3 separate regions of the Gossypium hirsutum genome follow, and all the other regions are linked to region 2. A link is a contact called in public Hi-C data. All regions are on one chromosome and are shown on one strand. The core of a region is the stretch at or near the end of the contact, and the rest is flanking DNA. Distances in the headings are between cores, read along the strand shown. Region 1 holds the start of LOC107889065 (omega-3 fatty acid desaturase, endoplasmic reticulum-like). Region 2 holds the start of LOC107889075 (transcription factor FER-LIKE IRON DEFICIENCY-INDUCED TRANSCRIPTION FACTOR). Region 3 holds the start of LOC107889070 (gibberellin 2-beta-dioxygenase 6).

Evidence for each region. Hi-C and Micro-C count contacts between places; a contact is called where the count stands out from the background.
Region 1: a contact with region 2 is called in a Hi-C map of leaf, with 1.5 times the contacts expected there. The contact joins the promoter of LOC107889065 here to the promoter of LOC107889075 in region 2. A contact is called at or near these places in 2 of 34 Hi-C or Micro-C datasets (both in leaf).
Region 3: a contact with region 2 is called in a Hi-C map of leaf, with 2.1 times the contacts expected there. The contact joins the promoter of LOC107889070 here to the promoter of LOC107889075 in region 2. A contact is called at or near these places in 4 of 34 Hi-C or Micro-C datasets (leaf and seedling).

The regions. Positions count from the first base shown.
Region 1 is chrA09:63,933,540-63,938,160 of Gossypium_hirsutum_v2.1, forward strand. LOC107889065 (omega-3 fatty acid desaturase, endoplasmic reticulum-like) reads left to right here and starts at 2,614. Exons shown (of 8, transcript NM_001326755.1): 1 at 2,614-2,939; 2 at 3,030-3,119; 3 at 3,197-3,263; 4 at 3,338-3,430; 5 at 3,531-3,716; 6 at 3,794-3,874; 7 at 3,947-4,084; 8 at 4,177-4,362. The coding sequence starts at 2,614. The coding sequence ends at 4,362.
Region 2 is chrA09:63,678,855-63,683,440 of Gossypium_hirsutum_v2.1, forward strand. It overlaps LOC107889075 (transcription factor FER-LIKE IRON DEFICIENCY-INDUCED TRANSCRIPTION FACTOR), which reads right to left and starts at 2,799. Exons shown (of 4, transcript XM_016813376.2): 1 at 2,196-2,799; 2 at 1,724-1,915; 3 at 1,453-1,626; 4 at 1-1,163. The coding sequence starts at 2,660. The coding sequence ends at 1,065.
Region 3 is chrA09:63,869,747-63,874,140 of Gossypium_hirsutum_v2.1, forward strand. LOC107889070 (gibberellin 2-beta-dioxygenase 6) reads right to left here and starts at 1,469. Exons shown (of 3, transcript XM_016813370.2): 1 at 919-1,469. The coding sequence starts at 1,427. LOC107889069 (PHD finger-like domain-containing protein 5A) reads left to right here and starts at 4,106. Exons shown (of 2, transcript XM_016813369.2): 1 at 4,106-4,228.

The DNA.
Region 1 (4,621 bases), core at 1,364-3,863, 250 kb after region 2:
ATAAATCAAAATATAGAAAATTTTAATCAAAACAAAACTTAAATGACTTAATGTGAGATTAATTAGTCTTCAAAACTATAGTAGAAGAAGCCATTCAATAATTTAAGCCGTGACAAATTGGTTTTGCAAAAAAGAGGAAAAAGAAAAGTTCAGACACAAAAGAGAGTGTAGGGAGAGAAGAAATTTGAGGACAATGGGTGATTTTGAAAAAGAAAATAGATTAGGCATTTAAGGCTAAAATAATGGTAGACCAAGGAAATAGGTCTTAAAACAAGTAAGGTGTTAAAAGCTTTTCCATTTCTTTTTTTTCCCCTTCTTTAAAACTTTAAGGTAACGACGATACCATAAGGTAAGTCGTTCCCTTCGATGATTTACAAAGAAATTGTGCTTAAGAGTTCTGGTTTGCATTAAATCTCTACATCGTGGCTTCAAATTTCATCTCTTTTTTCGGGTACCTTTCCTATTCTTTTTTTTTTTTGTTTTCCATGTGAGAATCTGTCTCAGTTTCATTTCTAAATCATTTTTCTTTATTCCTGCTTGTTTTTTGCTTTGTTTTTAGGAGCACTAATCAAGAATTTGAGGGTTAAAAAGTTTTTATCTAAATTAAATCATTTGTTTTTGAAACAGAACAATTTGTTATTCTGACAAAAAAATGTTCAAAAAATTAAACTGAAATTTTAATTTATATGAGGGACTCAATATTAAATTCCCCCGGCACCTCTCCAACCTCCACATTTTGTTGAGCATTTAATGTTTTACTTAAAATTGTCTGGACCCCAATATCTTAAATTGTTTCCATTCAGTTTCCGATGTCTTAGTTCTTCACATACGTGAATCTCCGGTTGCTAGTGACTCCGACCCTAAAATAAAAAAATTGTTATTTAGATCATTTAAAAAAATAAATAAAATCATATTTTAATTCCTTTTAAAATTATAAAAAATTAATTTAATTTTTTTAAAAATTACAAAGATATAAACTATTAAAAATTAAATTTTCATTTTGCCCCCTTAAAAGAATTTTTTAACTTTGCCATTGGTTCTTCATTTAACTTTTCATCTATTTTAGTCATTGAACTTGTATTGTTTGTCAAATCACTTTAAAATTGATAAAAAAATTAAAAGTCTATTAACTTTGCAGTCTATGTCAGTATCTATTAACTTTGCAGTCTATGTCAGTAATTAATTAATTTTTAAAAATTTAAAACTATTAAAAATATTTTTTTATACTTTTTAAATAATTTTAAAATTTAAAATAATTTTAATAATTATTTATAAATTTTTAAAATTAAAAAAATTAATTAATTAATGATGTGGTAATCCACATATATATCATGTTAGTGAAGTTAAGTGATTTGATAAAAAAGACTAAAATAAAATTTTTAAAATAAAATTAAAGGGTTAGATTTTAAAAACTAGCAAAGCAATAGGAAGGATTAAGTGGGCTTGGCTTTGAGTTGGTCAGCACATGACATGTGAAAATGAGAGATGAATATTTTAGTGGTGATGGCAGATAGCTAAACCCTAACTTTACTCTTGAGTCCCTCAATGTTTATTTTATTTATAATACTGAGCTCACTCACATATTCATTTCAGTATTATTAAATGAAAATAAAGTGAGTCTGAAAACGTATTCCAAAGGACTAATTTCACTAGAAACACACAGTACAGGGACCTAGGACAAAAATAGAGGTTAATATTAAGAATGGTATTAAATTAGAGTACATGAGGCTGACTGACGCTTCCTTTTTCTATAGTTTTATAAATTCATCCACCAGCCTCGCCCAACGGTCCCTGACTACCTGCAATTTCACACACTATATATATCTATATTCAACAACCGCATCTTTACCCCAAATCTAATAATTCAATTATAAACTAAATTATAATGAACAGAGAAGATATTTATATGCATAGTGGAATTTTACTTTATTGTCTGCCTTTTTCTTATCATTGAATTTTGTATTAAATTCATGCTCCTTTTAACATTTTAATTGTTACATGTATCTCCATTGCAAATGGAATGATGGTGTGAATCCCTAGATGATGATAGTGATGGCAATTCCCAAACCCTAGCTCTATCACAACTCTTTAATTTTTTCTTATATTTCAAATTAATTATTTTTCTCTTTTTTATTCACAATCGTCTGTAAATAGTATCCCTTTAAACAATTACCCATCATTCAAAAAAAACTGAACATATTGTAGAAGAGGTGCAATTATTGGAAGGTGAAAGTTTTTAAACCCACTTGTTTGCAACTATTAATGAGGTTTATGGGGAGATGGGTTTTTGATCCGTACACAAATATTCATTATACCACACTAGCTGGAAACTTGATCTGTCGGGACCATACATACACATGCATGCATACATACATACATACATACAATTGTTGAATAAGAGAATTTAATAGTGGTAATTCGAAAAAAGAGACCAGCAACGTTGAACAGTAAGTGTCTGAATGTCTGGAATATATAAATTGTTTGTTTTTAAGAGAGAAAACACCCTTTTCCTTTTTATTTATTTATTTATTTTAAATTTGGCGGACTGTTATGCTGCTGCCCTATTAAAACTGGAGTGTGGGTTGGTGCAGATAGAGACGGGGAACTGAAAGAATGAGCCCTTCAATGAAGGAAACATCATTAGAAACAATGGAGAAAAAGGGTGAGGATGTTAATGGGATAATGAAGAAGGAGCAAGATAAGTTGTTCGATCCAAGTGAAGCCCCTCCTTTCCGTATTAATGATATCCGAGCTGCTATTCCAAAGCACTGTTGGGTCAAGAACCCTTGGAGGTCTATGAGTTATGTTTTCAGGGACGCCATTGTCATCTCTGCACTCTTAGCAGCTGCACTTTATTTCCGTAGCTGGTTCTTTTGGCCTTTCTACTGGGTTGCCCAAGGGACCATGTTTTGGGCTGTCTTTGTCCTTGGACATGATTGGTACAACGACTCATTTTATCAATCTCTTTTTCACTTCCATTTTCCATTTCGGTTAATTAACTCCTGGGATTTTTGTTTTTGTTTTTGCAGTGGACATGGAAGCTTCTCTGATAATCCCATACTTAATAACGTGATGGGACATATCTTACATTCTACCATCCTTGTTCCTTACCATGGATGGTAAGTTCATTAATTGATTAGCTCAACATTTGTTCTTCATATACTATGGAACTTCATTTGAACAATTTTTTATATAGGAGAATAAGCCATAGAACTCACCATCAAAACCATGGAAATGTGGAGAAGGATGAGTCTTGGGTTCCGGTATGTATATCGAATTGAATTCAGTTAGTTCATGCAGTCGAAAACCAAACTTATATATATATATTTAATTTCAGATGTCCGAAGATCTTTATAATAGTTTGAGCAGCAGGACCAAGTTTCTGAGATTCAAAATCCCATTCCCCCTATTTGCATACCCTGTCTATTTGGTGAGAGACATTGATTGAAATGCAAAAGATGATTTTAACAATTAGTCATGATTTAACAAGATTGAAGTAAATAAACATTGGGTAAATTTTGGATATGCAGTGGCACAGAAGTCCAGGAAAGACAGGATCTCACTTCAACCCATACAGCAACTTGTTTGCTCCCCAAGAACGGAAACATATAATGACATCAACAACCTGTTGGATAGCAATGGTGGTTTTCCTTGTGTATTTATCCTCTGTAATCGGTCCATCCATGACATTCAAGCTCTACGGTGTTCCCTACTTGGTATGCCACTTCTACCAAATTCACAATATATATATATCTCTGAGTAATGAATATATGATTGTTACCATTTCCATTAGATTTTCGTGGCATGGCTGGATGTGGTGACTTACCTTCATCACCATGGATACGAGCAGAAGCTTCCTTGGTATCGTGGCAAGGTAGTAATTACAACCCGCCCCCTCCATTGCATTTGACACTATCAATGATTTTGTTTGTGTGACGACTATCAGGAATGGAGTTACCTGAGAGGAGGGCTTACAACAATAGACCGTGATTATGGTATATTCAATGGTATCCACCATGACATTGGCACCCATGTCATTCATCATCTCTTTCCTCAGATCCCCCATTATCACTTAGTCGAAGCTGTAAGTATTCTCAATTTTTGGGTTAATTTTAGATTACTCCTCAAAATGTTTCCATCACCTAGCAGTAAGCTTGAAAACGGGGTGTGGTGCAGACAAAAGCAGCGAAACCGGTGATAGGAAAATACTACCGGGAGCCGAAGAAATCAGGGCCGATTCCGTTTCACTTAATAGAGAATCTAGTGTCGAGCATGAAACAAGATCATTACGTGAGCAACAGCGGAGAGATTGTATTTTATCAGACGGATCCCAACCTGTTTTCTCCTCCCAAATCCGCATGAGCCATTTTATTTAGAGATCATAGAGCTGAAACAAACAAGGGCCTTCATTCTTTTCGCTTTTAGAAGGGACTTTGTATTTGTTTTTGTTTTGTTTTGTTTTTTTTTTCTTTTTGTGTCTTCAAAATAATTAAGGTTGAAGTTCCTGTAGTCTCATCAAAAACATGATTATTGTTACCAAACATATACACGGTACTGTAGGAGAATGAAATACAAATTTTATTATTATATAATAAAAAAATATAAAAACTTTTGGATTCTT
Region 2 (4,586 bases), core at 1,549-4,048:
TTTTTTTTTTTTTTTGTATGTGTTCCTTTTGTTTGGTAAGGGAAATTAATAACGAAGCTTAAAGGAGATGGTTTTTTAATAAAGAAATTAAATAGGTAATGTCAAAGAAAGCAACACAATAGGTAGCTGATGCACACCTCAATTCACAAAACAATTATGGGTTTTTGTTCATTTGTAGGAATGAACAGCCATGGTGATTCTTGCCACTGCTTTGGGAAGAGAGGGTATCAATGCTTTCCGCTTTGATTTGCTGGGAATGGGTAACAAGAATTGAAGAACCACATTGATCTTCCATTTCCTTCTTGCTTTCCTTCGTTTCCCTTCCCAATTTCTTCTCATCACTGATGGGGTTACTCTTAGAGACTAGAGAAAAGGGGCTTCAGCAATGCAAATGTCCCCAGTTTTTAGGGTAGGGGACTAAAATGATAAAATTTTAAATTATGTGGAAAATCAAAATTTTAGAAATTATTCATTGTCAGATTTTTGTGAAGCGACCAAAAATGATGAAACTATATCACATTTGTGCTTAAATTTTAAATTTTTTTTTGGTGCCTAAAATGAAACCTTTTGAAAGTTTGGTGACCATTTGTGTAATTTACCTAATATTTCATTATAAAATATTTTAAATATTTTATATTACATTAAATGAAAATAGTTAATCATGTATTTTAAATAATAAGTAATTACATTAATTAAATGAAATAAAAATATAATTAATTACACATATAAATACACTACAACGCAAGTGAAACAAGACTCAAATTCCATGACGAAAAACTTGAGGAAAATCCCAAAACAAAAAACCATGGACATGTGATAGTTTAATCTTAGGCACAGCTGAGCGCTGACCAATACTGTAAATTAACCGACCAAATACAACAGGATTTAGACAAAGTCAACGAGATTTGCATCACAATAATATACTACAAACCCTAAATTAAACAAGTTAGCTTTTATAGTAAACTAGGGTCTCAAAAGTCACAGCACATTAATACTTCTCAAAGAAAAAGAAAGAAAAACTGTTCATAACAGGCTAACAACATGCAGCTCAATTCATTGAGGATCTACAGGCAATTTATAAACTCAAACCCTCGGTTTAGAAGAGCCCCACTTACCCATAACTTCATGTTTGCCAAGTTCATGGACTGCTCACGATCTCTGACCTGTTTTATATACCAACAGCAACTAATCAGATTCTTGCAATAGAATAGTGTTGATATACCCCTCGGTCTATAAATGGTTTATATGGTGGAGTCAAACCATATAAAATCTCTTCGGTTTGTCATGATTTCACTTTGTTCTAGTATTATGAGTCATTTTCATTCCGTGAATCCACCAAAATTCTCGACAAAATTGAGAGATAAAATTTTGGTCAAAAACAATACCGAATTTATTAAGGGAATGTAACTAAAAGCAACAAATTGAGAGGAACATAAGAAAAGAGTCACTTACATTTAGAGTAAATGTTAATGCAAATGTGTCAGAAACGGTGGCCAGATTGGAATTTTGAATTTTGAAGTTGGAAAGGGATTCAAGGGCCTTGTAAAGTGATAATGCAACCCCTTCACTTTTGTTGCAAACCAGTCTAACGTAAAACACTCTTTCTTCCACTTGAAACATATCCAACTGCAAATCAACATGGAAGCATTATTTTGTTTAATTTGCTTTCCATGGAAGAAAGGTTTATTAAGTGACAAGACAATCTATATATACACTTCAATACCTTCAAAATCTTCTTGCAAATGGGATGGTTGTTTCTTGCAACTCGAATCTTAACGGGGTTATTAATTGATTCTTCTTGGTACCCTGCCATCAATGCTTCAAGACCAGTAATCTCAGCTTTTAGCTTCTTAGCCTGCATTTGCAAGTCTTGCACATACAATACAGCATCTCCAATTATGGATTTCTTGTCCATCTGCAGGCATAAGTTTATTAGCATCGCCAACAAGCTAAATTTAGCACCCATCTTTTAAGTGGAGCTATACTGGCGGATATAAATATTCTGTCGCTACGTACTTATACCGGCGGATTTGACCTGACCGTCATGTATTATTTTTATAATTTAGTCCATCAGTGTAGCTTCATTCTATACCAACAGACTGCAAATTCCGTCATGCAATCTGTCTAAGTGAAATTCTTTTTAGTGTTAATCCATATAAGTTACAATTGAAGCACGCACTGCAAACAAGGTATACCTTAGTTATATTAGGAACCAAGGAACGCAATGCATAGAGTTTCTCCTTCATCTGACCCCTCCTGCGTCGTTCCAAAATCAAAGTTCTCGACCGATCAGCCTTTGATTTCTTTGTTGTCATCGATGATGTTGTTGTTGTTGTCCCGGAAGACTCGTCTTCCTCGTCGCTATCTTCCTCCCCATCCTTCATTATTTCTCCATCAAAACTAGGCAATGCATTGAAAGCATAGTTAAAATCCGGCACCATGGTGCTTGTAGCATCAAACTCGAAAGCATCCCCAGGTGCTCCACCAGTCTGCTTGTCATCAAAGCAGCCATTGATAAGATCATAATCGAAAGCGGAGACCACGTCTTCGGTTTCTCCTTGAATTAGATTGACCAACTGATCAAAGTTAGGATCCTCAACGAAGTCATATGGTTCAAAGTGGTCAGGGAGCTCCAGAGGGGAATTTCTCGATGCATCCATTTATGTGATTAATCAGCATATATGCAGAAGACTGCCTGATTGTGAGAGGCGTAGCTGGTATTAGCTTATAAATTTAGAATTTGAAACTGCTTCTTCTCATTTCCATAGTGTGAAAGGAATCACTAGGAGAATCTAATGCTGCCATTGATTATTTTTCATTGTTTATTAGTAATTGGTAAGGTGATGACATATGTAGTGACATAGCCTGCAGCATCAATCAAACCATGCCCATAGTTAAAAAGTAATTATATTTCAGTAAGTTGATTAAAAATAAGTCAACTTATCCAATCGGAGAAAGAACAATATTAGTAGCTGTTCTTTACACTCATCTATTTGAAGAAGTGAAGGGAAGACAAAGAAAGTCAATGCTTAGTTGATTGCACATCTGCTGGCAATATTAATGCCTAATTATTTGACATGAAGCAAGCTTAATAAAATTGATTATATAATTTATAAATGAATTTATTCATTGTTTAACTAATCAATTTTTCTTTGCACTCAGATGCCTTTATACGTGGAGAATGTATTCATTAAATTTTTTTTGATTTAATTTCTTTCATATAAGTGTAGCATCATGATTTTTAATTTTTAATTTTTGATATAATGTCTAGAACTACTCATTGCCCCTCCCAACCTTTAAATAAAAGGATTATATGTTTTAGTGCACTCGAATCCATGTTCTTCTACATTGACAATAATATTGATACTAACTGAGTTAAGACTCAATCGAAGTCCTTGAAACTTTAGAGCAGTTCGGAGTATGGAAGGCAAATATTTTAATAAAATTATTATTAATCTTGAATTAATTTAAAATTGATCAACTTGGTTTTTTACTTCCTAAAGTTATGTGTGATGAATTCAATTGTATTATGGGTGACAGAAGTGCTCTAGTAAAAGAGGTATTCATTGGGCATAGTGTATTCAGTTGTGTTTGGGCCCTCAAGCTGTCCATATCCTCTTGGGTTTAGTCCTCTCCAATTATCTATCAATGGCCTAGAAAAGTCCCCAACATAAGTCCATAACATCCAAAACTAATAACTCAACCTAAATATTCTTCATCTTTTCTCAAAATAACTTAATTTTTTACAAGAGAAATACAATTAAAAAGGAAATGAAAATGAGAGTTTTGCATCACCATGCCTGAGGCGAGATAAGAAAGTGTAGCGATAACAAAATCTAAACTGCTTGATGAGTTTCAATTTTTTTTTGAAAAGTAGATGTGAGGCGAGATAATTGTTTTTTTTTTCTTCCAAATAGTAAGTATGAAACGGTTGTGACAATTTTTTACTTCATCCTGACCTGTTTCACTATATGAAATTACAGTTTTATTTTTGTATATATAAACTATTAAAAAGGTAAACATATAATAACATAATATGGAAAAGAACCATCTATATTTTATATTTAATTTTTTTTAAAAATTGGGTTTAAATATTTACTTGACTTTAAAAAAAACTGAAAATGTTAAAGACAAGTAGTCAAAATTAAATTAAAACGGAGCAGTGTGGGGTAGGTATGGATGCATCCAACATCCATAAAGGTGATAGTAATTTTTAATATTATACCTCCATAATAGAGGGTAGGGCGAGTGGTGGAGTAAAATATATTAACCGTAAAGCAGTGGTGGATTTAACAATATCCACTTCTGTCCCTCCATTATCATCCTTAAATTTTTTATAAAATGGAAAGTTCCTGAAAATATATTTCAAAATGATGAAAAATGATTCAAAAAATGAAAGTTTACCAAAAAGGTTTCCAAAAATACAAAACCACTCAATTTAACAAGTTAAAAAAAAATTCAACTGATTGAGTTTTAACTCAAATGGCATGGGCGTTGTTGCCAATGTGAGAGGACGTCGAATACGCTGAATCGTATTATTCTCTTATTTATGAGTTAGGAAAAATTATGGGTAATTTTAGAAATAT
Region 3 (4,394 bases), core at 219-2,718, 190 kb after region 2:
TCATTAACACATAAATTTGGCAATTTTTTTACTCTTAACTTAAATCTTGAACCTTAAACTCCAAACCCTGAATATTAAACCCCGGCCTTTGACTTTAAACCTTAAACTCTAAACATTAAATCTTAAATCTTGAATCAAACCTAAACCTCAAATTTAAATCCTAAATCCTAAATCCTAAACTTTAAATTTGGGGTTCGAGTTTAAGGTTCGGGATTCGAGGTTCAAGTTTTAAATTTTGAGTTCAGGATTTTGGATTCTATGTTTAGGATTTGGGTTTGAATTTTTGGTTTAAATTAGAGATTAGGGTTTGAAATTTAAATTTTAGAATTGAGGGTCATGGTGGAAGGTTCGGTTTCGTCTTTGCTACATGAGGATTCACTATCTTAGCTCGACATTGATGAAATAAATTAATCATCATTGGAACTATACATTCATCCTCCTATCAATAAACCATACAGGAAATATACTATTTATCGTACTGTTATCAATCCATGATTGTTAATCCTACTGACATAATTGGTCCCACAACCTGAAAGTTGTTGATTAATCTTCGTTACGACTTACAAGAATGAGAACTCAAAAACTGTGATAGTTTTCATTGAAAATTAAATTCTTCCAATTTTCAGTTGAATCATATATATGGTGATGGCGAGGAATGTGGTATATAACTATGTATGGGAAATTAAAAGTAAAGAAAATATGATGATTGGTCCATTGAAACTATTTGCATATTTTGTTTTGGGGACAGGGTCTTAAAAAAGTTATTGATGCTGACCTTGCAATCTTCATTTTTTGCAAAAAAAAATCTGGAACAGTTCAATCAGTTGGTCACTTCGTAGTGATTACTGCCCACCCAAAAGCAATACAAAATCCAAAAAGAAAAACGCCAACCAAAAGCAATCAACAAAGAAACAGTACCTGAAACAATGAAGCATAGGATGTTCAGAATGGAAGTGTGGGAGTTGAGTGAGTGGAACATTAAACCCTTCGAGCCAGTTCATAGTTGAAGTCGAGGCAGCAGGGTTTAGGGCAGTCCCAGATGGGGTTAAGGCAGGGGTGCCCCAGAAATAAGACATAGGGTTAGTGATTAAGGCTTGCTTGGACTCAAAGGATAAACCAAACAACATCTTGGCATGGTACTGAAGTTTGGTCAAAAGGGTTGAAGGGATCCCATGGTTAACCAAACGAAAAAGACCCCAATTTTTACAAGCATCCCCAAGCTTATGCAGGCTAAGGCACTCAAGATCCACCATAGGGATTGGAACTGAATCTTCTTGGGTGGTGGTACTGGTGTCTTCCATGGAGTAGTTGTTCTTCTTCAATTGAGCCATCATCTGCTGCGGAGGATGAACACCCTCACCGTTCAGCTGGCGAAACACAGGAGGGTAAGATCCAACGTTGCTCATTTGAAGCATGTTTCTAATCATATACCTTATATATTTTCTTCTGTATTTCAGGGTTCAGTACAGACGGTATATATAGAGCGAGGGGATTAGGTTTTGTCCTAAAGTGGAAGTGAAATTATATTTAGGTAGGGACCCATTTTGATATGTTGTGACACGTGTCGATATATCGTCACCCTAGCTAAGCTGACTTGTTTTTATTTGTCAGTCACTGCAACTTTAGTGAATGCCTAAAAGACCTCCCTCAGTCAGCTGATTTGCCGGCTACTGCCTGCTCTGCTCCGGTATCGTCTTAGGATTTCTCACAACACTGCTTTAAGTATAGCAATTGGTGAAGTTTCTTGTTCCTTTCGGAGACGCGGATATCCGTACGTCTTCGGCTGAGATACAAAGCTCAAATTTGGTCAAAATTACACATGTTTTTAAATATCTGTGATTAAAATGTGATTTGATAATTTTTAAATGGTCAAATACTATTTTTTTTTGAAGTTTTTTTGTTTGTTATAAAAGTACAATAATAATAAGTGAGTTAAATTATTAAAATTATAAAATTTTAATTTCTTGATTTGAATTTCTAAATTATAATTTTAGTAACGAAAATTAATTTTTGTACCCATTTTTTATTGGAACATGATATTTTTAACCATATAGACTTGCTAGCAATAAGTTTTGTTGTACGGTATAATAACAAAAAAGTCCTTCATACTTTACACCTTTGGACAATTGAACTTTTTGTTGAAGTACTTTAGCCCTCAATGTTTTATTTCGTTAAATTTTAACCGCATATGATTGTACAATACAACATGGTTTAAATGCTCAAGAAAAATTGAAAATCTTACATAGAATTAAAATATATATATTTTTTAGTTAATAAAAACAATAAATTATACAAAAAAACTCATATTTTTAAAATTGTTAAAATTTTATAAATAATACATTTGTATAATTGAATATAATAAAATCAATATTAAAGTATTTTATTTAGAATATATCAATTTTTTATAATATTTACAAATATTTTAATAATGATTAAATTTTTTATTAACATTGTGAAAAGAAAACTGAATAATGAATTAAGACTTTTTAATGAAATAATTGTTCTATTGAATAAAAAAGAAGAAGCTAATAATTACTTTCACGATTCCAATCACCGTCCTTAATTTTGAAAACGCCATGGGATTGTTACTTGCTTCGTTTTAAGAATCTCGAAGGTACAAGTATATAAAATCTTTCAACCTACCCCTGCGTTTATATATTTTTACTACCTCAACATGCTAATTGTTTTTACATTGAAATTTTAAAAAAAGTTTATTCAACTTAGTCCTTGAATATGATAATTGCTTTCACGTTGAAATTTTAATTTTTTTTTGTCCAAATAGTCCTTGAACTTGGTAATTATTCTCATATTAAGGATTGAAATTTTTTTTTCCAAGTTGGTCCTTGATATTTCTTTAAAAACCATAAAATTCAAGATCTAATTGAGAACAATTACCTAATTTAGGCCCCAAATAGTTATTTAACTCGTACATAAATTATGTCCTACTTTTTTTTTGAATAAAACAGTATTTAATTTATGAACTTGGCAATTTTTTAACTTGATTCATGAAATTTTTTTGTCTACTTTAGTTTTGGAATTTGGCAACTTTTCTCAAATTGGTCCATGAATTAAAGTAATAATGACACTACCACTAAAATTGTGCCATGTTATTACCTATATTTAAAAAAAAACTGTATAAAATCTAAAAAAATCCAATATATATATTAAATCAAGTAATCATATGACTCAATCTCAAAGTATCACATTATCGTATTTTTATGAAATTTAAATTTAGGGACTAAATTTAAAAAATTAATCAAATTTTGAGATTAATATGGACAAAAAAATTTGGGGGCTAAGAAAAGTTTTCAAATTCAAAAACTAAAAGTTAGTTTATCTTTTTTTTTTTACCTAAACATTTCTGCCTAGTTTATATATTTTCTGCTTTTTTTTTTAATTCATTGAGGAAATGGCAATAGTAGGCTTAGAACTCGAAGGCGTTTCATGGTTGATCGGGTTGGTTAGGTCCAGTTTTGGGCCAGGCTTAGACTTTGGATCGACTTGATCTAGTCAGTTTATTATTGAAAAATAATTAAAAAATATTAAATTAAATTATATTTATATTTATATATTTTTTATAATTAAATTTAAATAAAAATAATTTTATTATTTTTCAAACAATAGAACAGATTATTGAGATAGACGAAACCATGTTCGAGCTTGAAAACTTGTTTAAAATCGAACCACGACCTATGTTATTTAGTACAATTATGACTCAAAGTTGCTTCATTCTCAGGGGAAGTCAACATCAAGTTTAATGGTTTAAATTCAATTTAATCATTTATTTATTTTTGAAGGTAGGAGAAGGATTATGAACTTTTTGTAACGGAATAAAATTGTAATTAGTAATTCAAATATTTAGTTGAATGGAATGGAATAGAATAGAATAAAATTGTAATAGTATTCTTATATTTGGTTGAATGGATTGATATTGTAATGGTTTAAGAAAGAATTGAAATGACCATAGTACACTTAACAGAAATTTTTTAAATAAATATTTATTGTTTTTAAATTTTAATAAGATTAGTACCAAATTCAAAATTATTATAGGCCCAAAATGGTGAGATAAAAAAAAGCCTAAAAATCTGTAACAATAGCCCAAATTAAAATCCAAAGAACGAGCCCTATGATTTTTCCAATTTCATTTATACGTTTTCAAATCCACACAGATCCTCATCTTTCTCTCTGCTTCGAGACTCTCTGGAACATCACCAAAGCCGACTTTCAGGTCACCCTCCTCCTTTTCTTTGCTAACTCATATACCCGCTCCAAGCTTGCTGTTTGCTTTCTTTTATTTTCCTTTTGTTCTTTTTTTAGTTTTTTTTTTTATTATTGGTTGGTCTGCAAATTAAATTTTGTAAGTTATTTTGCTTTTTATATGGTGCAATTATCTT